Linked DNA regions of Mus musculus: region 1 is linked to region 2. A link is a contact called in public Hi-C data. All regions are on one chromosome and are shown on one strand. The core of a region is the stretch at or near the end of the contact, and the rest is flanking DNA. Distances in the headings are between cores, read along the strand shown. Region 1 holds the start of Hsd3b2 (hydroxy-delta-5-steroid dehydrogenase, 3 beta- and steroid delta-isomerase 2). Region 2 overlaps Hsd3b5 (hydroxy-delta-5-steroid dehydrogenase, 3 beta- and steroid delta-isomerase 5).

Evidence for each region. A called contact is a pair of places that touch in the nucleus more often than the background predicts.
Region 1: a contact with region 2 is called in a Hi-C map of liver, with 1.8 times the contacts expected there. The contact joins the promoter of Hsd3b2 here to the enhancer-like site in region 2. A contact is called at or near these places in 2 of 484 Hi-C or Micro-C datasets (liver and nephron progenitors), 1 of 115 datasets of contacts at active chromatin or transcription factors (embryonic stem cells) and 3 of 9 other capture datasets (adipose tissue, embryonic stem cells and liver).

What each region holds. Positions count from the first base shown.
Region 1 is chr3:98,723,158-98,725,857 of GRCm38.p6, forward strand. Hsd3b2 (hydroxy-delta-5-steroid dehydrogenase, 3 beta- and steroid delta-isomerase 2) reads right to left here and starts at 1,386. Exons shown (of 6, transcript NM_001359741.1): 1 at 1,316-1,386; 2 at 676-735.
Region 2 is chr3:98,634,556-98,637,255 of GRCm38.p6, forward strand. All of the region lies in intron 1 of Hsd3b5 (hydroxy-delta-5-steroid dehydrogenase, 3 beta- and steroid delta-isomerase 5), which reads right to left. Among named protein-coding and RNA genes, the nearest start is that of Hsd3b5, 9.6 kb to the right of the region's middle. Within about 2 kb of position 1,271, at least 3 of the 459 cell types and tissues checked have an H3K27ac peak or open chromatin away from gene starts, as enhancers often do. A contact at or near this core is called in liver, where this site is marked.

The sequences.
Region 1 (2,700 bases), core at 136-2,635, 89 kb after region 2:
CAGTGGGCCTCTCTTTGCAGTGATGGCCGACTAGTAATTTCTGTTCTCTCAGCAGGAGCTGCCTGCCTACTCAGACAATGTGGGTATAGATGCAATGTATGATGTATCCCTCACACAAAAATGTGATAAATGACACTTAACACATTTATAAGGGCAGTGCCCTTTCCTATGATATGACATGGACGTGTTGAAGTGAGCACCCTCATATAGTGAGTAAGAGGTTGAGAAGGATGTATAAGCAGAAGTCATATCTTATTGCTGCTTCTGGTGGTAAATTGACATGCACTGTTTACACATATTGATATCCAAATCTGAGATTCAGCCCTGTCCTTTGACTTTAGACTCAAGCATGTTTATCTCCAATGTCCTTTAAAATGCTTTCCTAAGAGAGACTACCCCTCCTTTACCCTTGTGAAATGTAGACAAGGCATAGAGAAGAGTTAAAGCTATACAAAACATTTTGTCCTTGAGACCAGCTAGAACAACCATTGCCAAGAGAAGTTACTATTGCTTCTCTCATGGTGGAAATCAACCTATTGTGGGAATAACCAGCAGGAAGTTCACCTAAATAATCAGAAACCTCCCTACCAGGCAGTTTATTCTTTACTTTGTATTGCTGATACAAAACATCACAGCCAAAGCAACTTATAAAAGAAAGCATTTAATTGGACTTACGTTTTGTTTTCAAGGATTGTAGATCATGAAACAAGAGCAGTTGAGATCTCCATTTTTGATCTGGATGGAAAGAGCAGAGTGTGCAGTAGGATTGGCTGGAAGCTTCAAAGTCCACTTCCAGTGACATACCTCCTCCAAGAATGCCACACCTCCTAATGCTTCCATAGCATTTCCATCAATGGGTACCATATATTTAAACATGTGAGACTATGTGGGTGTTTGCATCCCACCATGAACCCCTGGAGCTCCAGCAGGAATGATCCAGCAGGGTCTCCCTAGTCATTTCTACTGGATAATTTAAGAACCTTATTTGAGGTTACAGTTGCTTCCTTTCCTACTTGGGCTACTCTAGTCTTATCTTCTTAGTAGTGTAAGCCCATAATTTGATGATGTTATTTGTTGATTCTCTCTCTCTCTCTCTCTCTCTCTCTCTCTCTCTCCCTCTCTCTCTCTCTCCTTTACTCACTTTGTGTTTTATGATTTCTAGTTAGAAATCTACCTACTGTGGGAGTAACCAGCAGGAAGCTCACCTAAATAAGTGAAAACCTCCCTACCAGGCACTGTATTCTTTACTCTGTACTGCCAATACAAAAACCTACAATTAAGCAACTTATAAAAGAAGGCATTTAATTGGACTTACATTTTGTTTCCAAGAGTTGGAGATCCTGAAGGCAGGCACAATTGAGAGCTCCCTTCTTGATTAGGACACAGAGAGCAGAGTGTGCTGCAGGATTGTTTGGAACTAGCTATGTGCTATGAAACATCACTCATTTATTTTGTGAAGTACCCGGTTTGAATATTAAATTCCTTGTCAGCCATAAGTGCTTACTTAGAAATTCTTGGCCTTAGTGGAAAAGTACTACCTTAGTTGAGGTTTCTGTGGGAAAATACTACCCCAAGTTAAGAGCAAATATCTATAGATCTTGTGGACAGGTACCAAGCAACTCTCTCTGTTCTGGTCCTCCTGCTGAACTTTTTACCTAGCCAATATCCTGCTATTGGAAACAGGTGCATTCACCCAGAGACAAAGCGATTCTGCATCCTCCTCCTCCCCATATCCTGCTTCTATTGGGTATAAAACTTGCCTGGGAAAAAGAACATTTGTCATCTTGATCAGACTTCACTTGTTGTCTGTTCTTTCTTGTTCCCCATTTTTCTTCCAGTTTGTTCTCTAGTCCTTGTTCACCTTGCTGCAGGTTGGGATAAACTGGTGCCCAGAATGTGGGGCTTCCCAGGGATCACTGAGGAAGAGAATGCTGCTCATTATTGGAAGGTTGGCCAACATGCTCTTCTTGAGAAGCACCAGAGAGATATTTCGCTTCAGCTCAATGCTACGGTCCAACCTACTGTGAGACAGTCTGGAAAGAGAGCATAATGTGGTGCAGATCTTAGGAGAAATACAGTAGGACATGGGACAAGCATTTTCTAAGTAGTCACTTTTTATGTCAGGGCTCAAGGAGTCACTCAAAAAGTGAGGAACTAGGGTTCAGAAAAAGGATTTAAAGAAATTTTTAGATTTTGTCTGAGACATTTGCTCATGCTTCTCCCAAGAGAGAGTGCTGGAAGTGCAGTTTCTCAAAGAAACCATTCCCTGTCCTCCTTCTGCTACTCTAGTGACTTATGTACCTCCTTTGTCCCCTTTAAGAGAAGGAATCTTGCCCACTTTGTGGCTGATGTTATGGACTTTTTCTTGCTCCCACTTATGGAGGAAACTAGCATGGCAGACCTTTATCCTTCCCTCATTGATTTTGATAATGAGCTGCAACCCACTGAGGAGTCTGCTCTCATAGGAGAGGAAACAGAGCAGAGAGCTATTGTGCTCCACCCACACTGGCTACAACCGCCATGGCCTCAGATCCTCCACTGAGAAATGTTGCCACACTTCTATTGTTCTTTCCACCACCACCCTATGGGATTTTAGATGCAGTTTTTGATCTGCCTGCCATGTCCAGTGCCTGCTGTCAGTTCACTGCTGAGGTGGAATCTCTGTGCAACATGGTAGAAACCCGAAAGGAGCAAGTGCAG
Region 2 (2,700 bases), core at 21-2,520:
GATGCTGTCTTATTTTTCAGTGTGTACTTCTATATTCTTTATTAGGATTCTGATCTCAACGACTATGTCAATTGTGTCTAGGTCTTCAATTTGATTTCTTTGATTGTGTTTGCTTTTTTTCCAATACCATGCTGTTTTTATTACTATAGTTCCATAGTACAACTTAAAATTGGGAATAGTGATACCTCCTGCAATTCTTTAAATTCAGGAATATTTTATGTATCTTAGTTTTTTCTATGTATGTGTGCTCATATGAGGATTGGAGTTTTGGTTGGAAGTGCATAGACTCTGCAGATTGCTTTTGTTAGGATTGCCCTTGGTATTAGTTTAGTCATACTGACCCATGACCATGGAATCTCTTTCCATATTCTGAAACTCTCTTCATTGTCTTAAGGTTTTTAATCATACAATCTTTTACTTACTTGGTTAGAGTTACTCTAAGATATTTTATATGATTTAGAGCTATTGGGAAGGGTTTTGCTTCCCAGAATAATTTTCTCGTCTATTTTTCATTTGAATATAGGAGGCTACTGATTTTTGTGTGTTAATTTTCTACCCTGCTATTTGCTTTAAGTGTTTATCAACTCTAGGAATTTTCCAGTGGAATTAGTTGATTAGGGGCTAATTATATATCTTTGGCTAGTTAGCATTATGTAACATCCATACTTTGTCCCACTTGTATCCGGACTAACATCTCTTGTTAATAAATAAGCTATTAACTGGAAACCTACATCTTGTGATAATAACTACAAAGCTCCTAAAATCTACTGACTTAGCAGAATATTAACTTCTACCAGTCCCAGAGCCAGGAATTTCATCAGCTAGTATCTTATGTCTGTAGAATTGTTTGCACATCTTGCTGTACCTGCCCTTCTGGTTAGCTCACTAATGAATTTTAATATTGCCTTGATTTATAACTTTCTTGTTCTATTAAATGAAAATAATCTTGTGAAATTTCTTCCTTGTTGGAATGTGGCATTTGGAGCTATCTACATTTATGTTTCCAGTCATGGCAAGTACAATTGGCTCCAGATTCTACTCTCATATTTCTTTTAACATAAGAGCTTGATTCCCCACCCCACATTTGTGATTTGCCATCTGTGTGCTGGTGACAGGACATTGGTCTGCTATAAGACTACCAAGTACTCTTAACCACTTAGTCATCTTTGCAGCCCCACAATTTATTTTGGACCCTGATTCTTAGAGTGCCACAAACCTGAAAGCCGGGAATGACACTGGGAAGCTCTAGTAGGGTGTCTTTGAAGGCAACAGTTCAGCCCTGGTTCTACCTTTGCTCTCTGATTCGTGGTTCACCATGATGTGTACAGGCTAGAGATTCTTTGATTCCAGATTCAGGCTAGAGAATTCCTACAAAGTCACAAGCATATATCAGCACATGATTGGTGGGAGAGTAAAAGAGCAGAGTGCCAAAGATGTGTTGACAGTAAACACTATTTTTAATGTAAGCAATGCCATTTCAAATGTGAAGAATTTCTCACAAGTGGGAGAGAAACCACTGTTAGGTTTGTCTCTGTATCACTTTTCCTCTAAGAATTCCCAATGAAGCTCAATTCAAATGTAATGAAGTAATTAATCTGGGAAAGGAAACTCCAAGGGACTCTGTGCTGCTTGATGCCAGACTTCATTGTTTAAAACTTCACAATGCCTCAGAGTCTTTTCCAAGACATTGCTTTAGGGTACTGGACCCAAATGTGCTTACTGAGGGAAGAATTTCTGTCAGTAAAACCATTTAGAGACATTGCTGCTTTGGTTCAAGAGGGTCTGACTTCTGCTTGAATTTTGAGCAGAACTTGACATTCTAAAAGTACCTGTAACTTGCCTAGTGTCATTTTTGTCTGTGGGCTTACTGCCTTAATGTGCTTACTCAGACCTTGCCCTGGAAGCTTATAACCTCCTTACCATCTAACCAGTGCCTAGAATGTGTCCATACTCTTAGATATGAGACTGAATGAGCTCACTATTTCCTAGCTCTTTCTGATGTCTGGCTGGCTAGTTCTGAGTCTAACTCTTCTCTGAGATGACTGACTCAGTATAACTTCTTTCTCTGCCTCTGACTTTGTGCTCTGCTTGTCCTCAAAGTAAATCTGGCAATGTCTTTAATATTCTGGCTTACCATTCTCTGGGTAGTTCTGTCTTCACCTGTGTCTAGCTTCTTTTCTCTTTAAGCTCTGTCTGTAAAACTCACTCAGTAAAACTGCCTCCTTCTCTACTCTCTCTTTCCTCCCTTTTTCCCTGTGGTTCTATTTTTTTTTTCCATTTTTTATTAGGTATTTAACTCATTTACATTTCCAATGCTATACCAAAAGTCCCCCATATCCACCCACCCCTACTCCCCTGCCCACCCACTCCCCCTTTTTGGCCCTGGTATTCCCCTGTACTGGGGCATATAAAGTTTGCAAGTCCAATGGGCCTCTCTTTCCAGTGATGGCCGACTAGGCCATCTTTTGATATATATGCAGCTAGAGTCAAGAGCTCCGGGGTACTGGTTAGCTCATAATGTTGTTCCACCTATAGGGTTGCAGATCCCTTTAGCTCCTTGGCTACTTTCTCTAGCTCCTCCATTGGGAGCCCTATGATCCATCCATTAGCTGACTGTGAGCATCCACTTCTGTGTTTGCTGGGCCCCGGCATAGTCTCACAAGAGACAGCTACATCTGCGTCCTTTCAATAAAATCTTGC